2 separate regions of the Zea mays genome follow, and region 1 is linked to region 2. The links are chromatin contacts, called in public Hi-C maps. All regions are on one chromosome and are shown on one strand. Each heading gives the region's core, a stretch centred on a gene start, on an enhancer-like site or on the middle of the called end of the contact. The rest is flanking DNA. Distances are from core to core; before and after follow the strand shown.

Region 1 (3,216 bases), core at 526-3,025, 730 kb after region 2:
TCGTCGTCACCGAGCGGGAAGACGAAAGCCGCAGTCCGCACTGCAGAGCAGCGGCCGCAGCGGGAAAAGCTGCATGTCCGAGACAGAGAGGCCAAGATGGCCCGTGAGCGTGACGATCCAAATTAAATTCGCACCCACCTGACTTCCCTCCGCCGCGCTCTCTGCCTCTACCAGGCACCAGCCCCGCGCTGTTTTCTCCTCTCCCGAGTTATTTGAGTTTGTAACATTCTCGTCGCGCGGCTTCGCCAATTTATTACTCCGCAGCTGTGCTTCGCCAGTTTGGTATTATGGAGCACACAAACGTGCCAGATTGGGACTGTTAGTCTTCCGCCCTATATAACCGTCTGTTCTCTTACGCTTGATGAAGGTTATGTACTCCTATGTACTAATCTACCCCTAGCCGCGAGAAAGAACAGACGGTGCCCGCGCAGCGGACTGCCTCCTGGTGCCCGTCGCCGTAGCCACGGCGGTCACCACGATCACCGCCGCCACTCCAGCGAACCGACAAGACGTCGCCGCGCCGGTACCCGCGTCCGTGCCCGCGCGGCCGCGCGCGGGGTACGCCAACTCGCCGGCGGCGGAGTGCGCATCCTGGCGGGGCGGTTCGTGAAGACGGTGCTGCGGACGCCGCAGCTGTTCGCGGCGCGGATGGCGCAGTCGGTGCTGGTCGGCGCGTTCCTCGGCAGCATCGTCCTGGGCACCACCGACCTGCAGTCCCGCCTCGGCTTCTTCGCCTTCAACCTCACCTACCTGCTCACCTCCACCACCGAGGCCCTGCCCGTGTTCCTCCACGAGCGCCGCATCCTGGAGCGGGAGACCTCCCGCGGCGCCTACCGCGTGTCCTCGTACGTCACCTCCAACGCCGCCGTCTTCCTGCCGTTCCTCCTCGCCGCGGCGGTGCTGTACGCGGCGCCCGTGTACTGGCTCGTGGGCCTGGCGCGCGAGCCCGCCGCCTTCGCCTACTGCGCGCTCGTCGTCTGGCGCGTTCGAGGCCCTGTGGTGAACGAGTACAGCGGCGCGCGCGGCGCCAGGGAGTGCCTCGCCTCGGCCGGCGGCGCGGGGGGACTCTGCGTGCTCGACGGCGCGGGGCTGCTACGGCAGCAGGGGATGAGGGAGCGCATGCGGTGGAGCAGCTTGGGCGTCATGCTCGGCTTCGTGGTCGGGTACAGGGTGCTCTGCTTCGTCATCCTCTCCTTCAGGTGCCACCGCACGGGGAGGTGAGTACGGGAGAAAGGCCGGAAACCATGCCAGTGGCGGACATTTGGCCATTGGCATGCAAGCAAACTGCAAATAGTACTGATTGGATTTCACCTCATTCTCCTCCTTCCTTTTCGTGATTTTATCGACGAGACATCGATTCGAATTAGGCAAGTGAGGCTCAGTTTGGTCTGCAATGGTGCGTGTCGTGCAGGCTCGCCAGTGCGACGACGGCGGCGAGCAGCAGGCACAAACGCCTGGGCTGAAGCTACTGGTGGAGGACGCGAAGCGCGAGCACGGCGTCAGGTACGTGTACGTGTGGCACGCCATGGCGGGGTACCGGGGCGGCGTGAAGCTGGCGGCGGAGGGGATGGAGCACTACGAGAGCGCGCTGGGCTGGGGCTGGCTACAGCAGCGCCGGCAGGGACAAAATTGACTTTTACCGTAGCTCATAAAAAGTTACAGAGGGTGAAAGATTAATAGTTCCAATCTGGCGTGGATGTGTGCTTCATAATACCAAACTAGTGAAGCACAGCTGCGGAGTAATAAACTGGCGAAGCCGCGTGACGAGAATGTTACAAACTCAAATAACTCCTCCTCTCCCCCGGCTTCAGCGGTTCAGCTCCTTCACATACTGACGTACACATCTCCTCGCCGAGGTTGCTCCGTCCGGTGGCCAGACCGTGGTTCTTGGCGCTCTTGGTTGGTCGGGGTCCTTGGCAACCGGACGTCTGGTGTTCCTGTTTCGACCTTGAACTTCTTGGGGGTGGGGTTTTGGGGGCGTCACCTCCCTGTTTGTTTCTTGGGTTGATGTGGCGGCGGCGCTTCCTGTGACCGGAGGGGCCAAGGAGGTGGGACTTTTTCGGTGAAGGGAAAACTGCGGGAATGGAAGGCGAGGCAGCGGCGGCCGAGGCGGTGGCGCGGATACGGCTGGTGCGGTGCCCCAAGTGCGACAAGTTCTTGCCAGAGCTGCCCGCCTACTCCGTCTACGTCTGCGGCGGATGCGGCGCCACTCTCCAAGGTGCGGTCTTACTCTTTCCTGCAAGCTAGCACAAGATTTGGTTTAATCCCCTGTACTCCGTTGCCCAGCAGTCCAGCATCCCAAATGGATTTCATCTCTGAGTGACTGACATCTGCAAGGCAGCAGGAGAGAGACTTAAAATTTCGGTTTGAATGCCTTCTCTGGTTTGTAGAACTAATGTAAACTTCTTTTTTGGAGAAAAAAATTACTTCACTTCTTATGGGCCAATGTAATATGCTAGACCTTTCAGGAATTGTTTAGTCCACCCCAGGAGCACAATCTAAACTTTTATTTTTTCCAAGAAAGCCTTACTCCATTTTTGCAGGATCAAGTTTGAATTTATGTTTCTTGGGAAATGTTTGCTCCATTTCTAGAAGCAAACGTAAACATTTCATTTGCTTTTAGGATAACTTAGGAACAAATTGAAATTCTTGATGTGTTTCTAAGTTATGTTCTGAAATTTTGTAGCCTCCTTTGAAGAGCATATTATCATCCTTCAGATTTGAAGTGGAAGAACCATGGCCCTATTTTCTTGCACACACAAAAAAGTAAAGCTGAAAATCTAGCCTGTGCCGTGTTGTGCTGGCGAGCGGATCCTCCGCTGTAAGTGCATAAGTGCAATGGGTCAGTGACGTGTGGGTCCGGCCTAGGCCTGAGCCCACACGTCAGTGACCAAATGTAACTGCGGAGGGTCTCCCTTCACCGTAAGGGCTTGTTCGGTTCAACCCCAATCTATATGGATTGAAGGGGATTGAGTCGGTTTCAATCCCTAGTAAGTCAAAATCCCTCCCAATCTATATCAATCCCCTCCAATCCATATGGAACGGAAATAACCGAACAAGCCTAATAGGGTCATTTGTAGCTGTTGTTACTTCTTAAATATATTGCATTGGGATTGAAAAAAACATAAGTTGAATTTGACCTATACATTGTAAATTAGTTGATTCAGTTATTTGCATACCCAATATACCCTACCATCAGAGTGATTAATTTAGGAT
Region 2 (3,523 bases), core at 542-3,041:
AAGTGATGTCTTGTGGTCGAGCATAATCTTAAAATGCATGATGTATTCACTATTCAGACGATAAATGGTGGTACATGTGAGGTAACTGCCTAAGGTTATAGTAGAAACAAACCCAAACTCCCTCCAATGCTTAAATTATAATTAGTTAACTATTTCAATAGCACTTGTGCACTTAAAAGTCTTTGATTCACTAATACAAAGAAAATCCTGAAATGGAATTTCCTTCAAGGCATGGTACAGAGCATAATAGGAAATGAAATAGGAATTCTATCATGGAATGGTGTTAAGCATAAAAGAATGAGCATTTCAGTCAGCAGACAAATTGCACACCTAAACAAAATCCCAGTCGTGACAATTTTCAAGTTTCCCATTATCTGATAGGTAGATGGGTCAACATAGGTCAATGTCGCAAACTGGACATTGTTGTGGATGAGGTATATAACTGAAGGAACAACATATAGTCGCACGCTCCTCCATTCCTTTGTCATCCTTGGTGGAGATGAAGAATGGCATTCCTTCCAGAGGAAGAAGCCTGAGACAGATAACTGCACCAAGAATAGCGCAATGTTAGCACAATAAATGATGAACCACTGCACCGTCTACACATGTATTCATCATTATGATTAAAAATGGGTATGAGGCTATCAAAGATTAAATATAAATTATTTACCTTGAAGAGCTCAGCTAAAAAAGGAATTGTGGCATAATCATAATTGTATTTGCCATTGCTCTGGGAAAGGGTGGTCAATATTCCCTGCATATATAGATAAGCTGATTAGACACATTGGAACTAAAAATCTAAAACAAATCATGTGCAGCTTTCCAAGCCTGTCCAACATTGGTTGAGATGGTTTAAACATGTCCAACGAAGACCTCCAGAGACATCAGCGTGCAGTGGGTTCTACGGCACAATAGCAATAAGAAGAGAGCAGAGAGGGTTTTTTTCTGGCTCCGTCCCTGGAAGGGAGGGGGAGAAAGAACCAAGTTGACATAGGAAGAGGCAGTAAAAGAAGACTTGAAAGGATGGGATATACAAAAAAAAGAGTGTTGAATAGAAGTGCATGAAAATCAGTTATCCATGTCTCCAAACTTTGACTTGTGGGTTCTATTGGATTTTTAATCCTAGCCAGCCCCAACTTGTTTGGGATAAAAAGCTTTGTTGTTGTTGTTGTGCAACTTTCCAATCCTGTTTAACCATGGCTTGATGCTGCCAAAAGTCCTTAGCTCTAGTCTGCAGTCCTGCACATGATCATGTTCCCTCACTTGAGAGAGATTTCCACAGCACAGCATCACAAGCATGTCATTTCTCATTCCACAATTCCACCAAATCATCCCATGTATCTCACCAGATAACCAATACCAAGCTTCTCGACGACAATCAATCTGCCCTGGAATCCAGGGTAACAATCACGAGTCATCTGAACCGCGTCTTTCTTCACAAAGGGTATGGCGACTCCGCTCGAAAACATAAACTGCCGATCCAGCAACCTAGGACGCCTAATCCACAGTGCATCTCATCAAAGACCCAAATGGGAAGCAACCGAAAGTTCACAACCAATCCCAGCTTGGCGACAGATCTAAGACACTATGGTGTAATCGAAGCAAACCAAAAAGCAAGGAAGGGGAATCGACGAAATATGTAGGGTTTGGGGGATTGCCTGGGAGCTGGTGAGGATGGTGAGGAGCGCGGCCACCAAGTACCACTGCATCGTCGTCTCCGCCGCCGCCGCCGTCCAGTTCTCTCCCTCTCTCTTTGTCTTCTACGGGATTGGAGGTGGGCGGCATTCGGCAGGGCAGCACTATCTTCTACGGGATTGGAGGTGGGCTGCACATTTTGAGTTCGGTCATGTTGGCCCTACGAGGCTACTACATTCAATTCTGCCAAAATAACTATAGATTAGTAGGTAGTTGCTCTTAATTTAATTTGCAACCACGTACAAAATATTCGAAAAAACCAGTGAGAGGGAGAGTGAAATAGGAACGAATGCAAGTGTACCGTACAAAAAACATATAATATATACAACATCTAGAATGTAAATAGTAGCTAGTAAGTTTAGAAGAATTTCTATATATCAAAGACGGACGGAAAACTGAACTTCTGTGTGTCCACGTCATCCTTTCTCACCTCAGTCACACGATTCTCCTTTAACGGCCAGTGCTCCTTCAACAGCCATCGTCCCAGGATAGGACGAATTTTGGCTTCTCCACACGACGGAAGCATTCTAGAAGACGCGATTGGAAAAAAGAAAACCCGTTTGTATGACCATCGTCGTTTCGGTTGCTCGGATGGGGAGTGGCACTGAAACTGAATCAATGGCAGCGACGGGGACGTGCTTTGTTCCGCTAGCCTGGTGGCAGCGCTCTTCTTCGACGGAGCGGAGGCGGCAGGGAATACCGGAGGCCAGCCACTGACGCTGAGGCAGTGCCGTTGGCAGCTACATGCGACGGCACCAGGTGCGTAACCACCTCAAACGGCTCAACAAGGCCCCGCTCGCCACCATTGAGGTACTGTTGTTTGTCTCCTCCACCGCGCGACCATGCGTTTTGCATTTCCTCGGTTTCAGTTATTGTAAGAGTTGTAGTAAATGTGAATCCAAGTGAATCGATTCCATGGGTGGGAAAAGGTGCTGCATTTGGTATGGAAGTAGGAGCCCGACAAAGATGCCTCTTTCGATAAAGGGTTCTGAAAGAGTTGTTCTCTCTATTTTTTGAGAAAAACTAACGATCTCAAATTTGTCCTTGGTCCACCTTAGAATATAATGTTTTCCACGCATCCATATTCAGCTGTGTTTTGGAGAGAAAAAAGAAGCACTTACAACTGACCTAGCCCTCGTTGGCCAATGTTTTTATTGTTTTGTGTTGTTGAAAGTGACATGAAAAGGCTCGTATGTTCTAACCATGCTTTGTTCCCAACAAAATATGTAATGAATGTAATCTAATCACTCTATAATGTTAGCTTGCTGCCTTTGGTGCCCAAAAACAAAGCTTGCTTGCTGATTTGGCGCTGCCTAAAAATGGAAAAACTGTGTTATATGACGCTTAGGATGTCTAATCTGTTTCAATTTGTTCATCACTTGATAGTAGTTTATTATAGTACTTCAACCTTATTTCTTTTAAATCCTTTTAGCACAAAGGACCTAGAACATTTACACAAGTTTTGCATCGTAGACCATTATAAGTTCGTGTACATCAAAAGAAAGTTTGTGAGCACATCCATTGCGTTGAATGGATGATTGGAAAATAAGCTCGCCGCCCTTCGCATCCAAAAAAAAATAAAATAAATGTTTGGCTGCTAATTGATGCCTTGGCACCAATTGTCTATTTCGATGGATTCTTTGTCTTCCTGTGTTCATTTGGCATAAGACCCTTTTTAATCTCCTTCTTTAGCATCTTATTGTTTTGTAACTAGGTATAATACATGCACGTATAGTTATCCTTTACATTGTGCTACCTGCTTTCTGAAGATAACGGATCATTGCAACATATATATTTTCAATAATGCATAACTTCAAATTGGTATGCA

Evidence for each region. Hi-C and Micro-C count contacts between places; a contact is called where the count stands out from the background.
Region 1: a Hi-C map of ear shows a contact between it and region 2, with 3 times the contacts expected there. The contact joins the promoter of LOC103638537 here to the promoter of LOC100274139 in region 2. A contact is called at or near these places in 2 of 25 Hi-C or Micro-C datasets (ear and tassel).

What each region holds. Positions count from the first base shown.
Region 1 is chr9:63,341,357-63,344,572 of Zm-B73-REFERENCE-NAM-5.0, forward strand. It overlaps LOC103638537 (Extra-large G-protein-like), which reads left to right and starts at 1,776. Exons shown (of 5, transcript XM_008661424.2): 1 at 1,776-2,218. The coding sequence starts at 2,083.
Region 2 is chr9:62,607,707-62,611,229 of Zm-B73-REFERENCE-NAM-5.0, forward strand. It overlaps LOC100274139, which reads right to left and starts at 1,792. Exons shown (of 8, transcript NM_001148517.1): 1 at 1,659-1,792; 2 at 671-754; 3 at 331-545. The coding sequence starts at 1,709.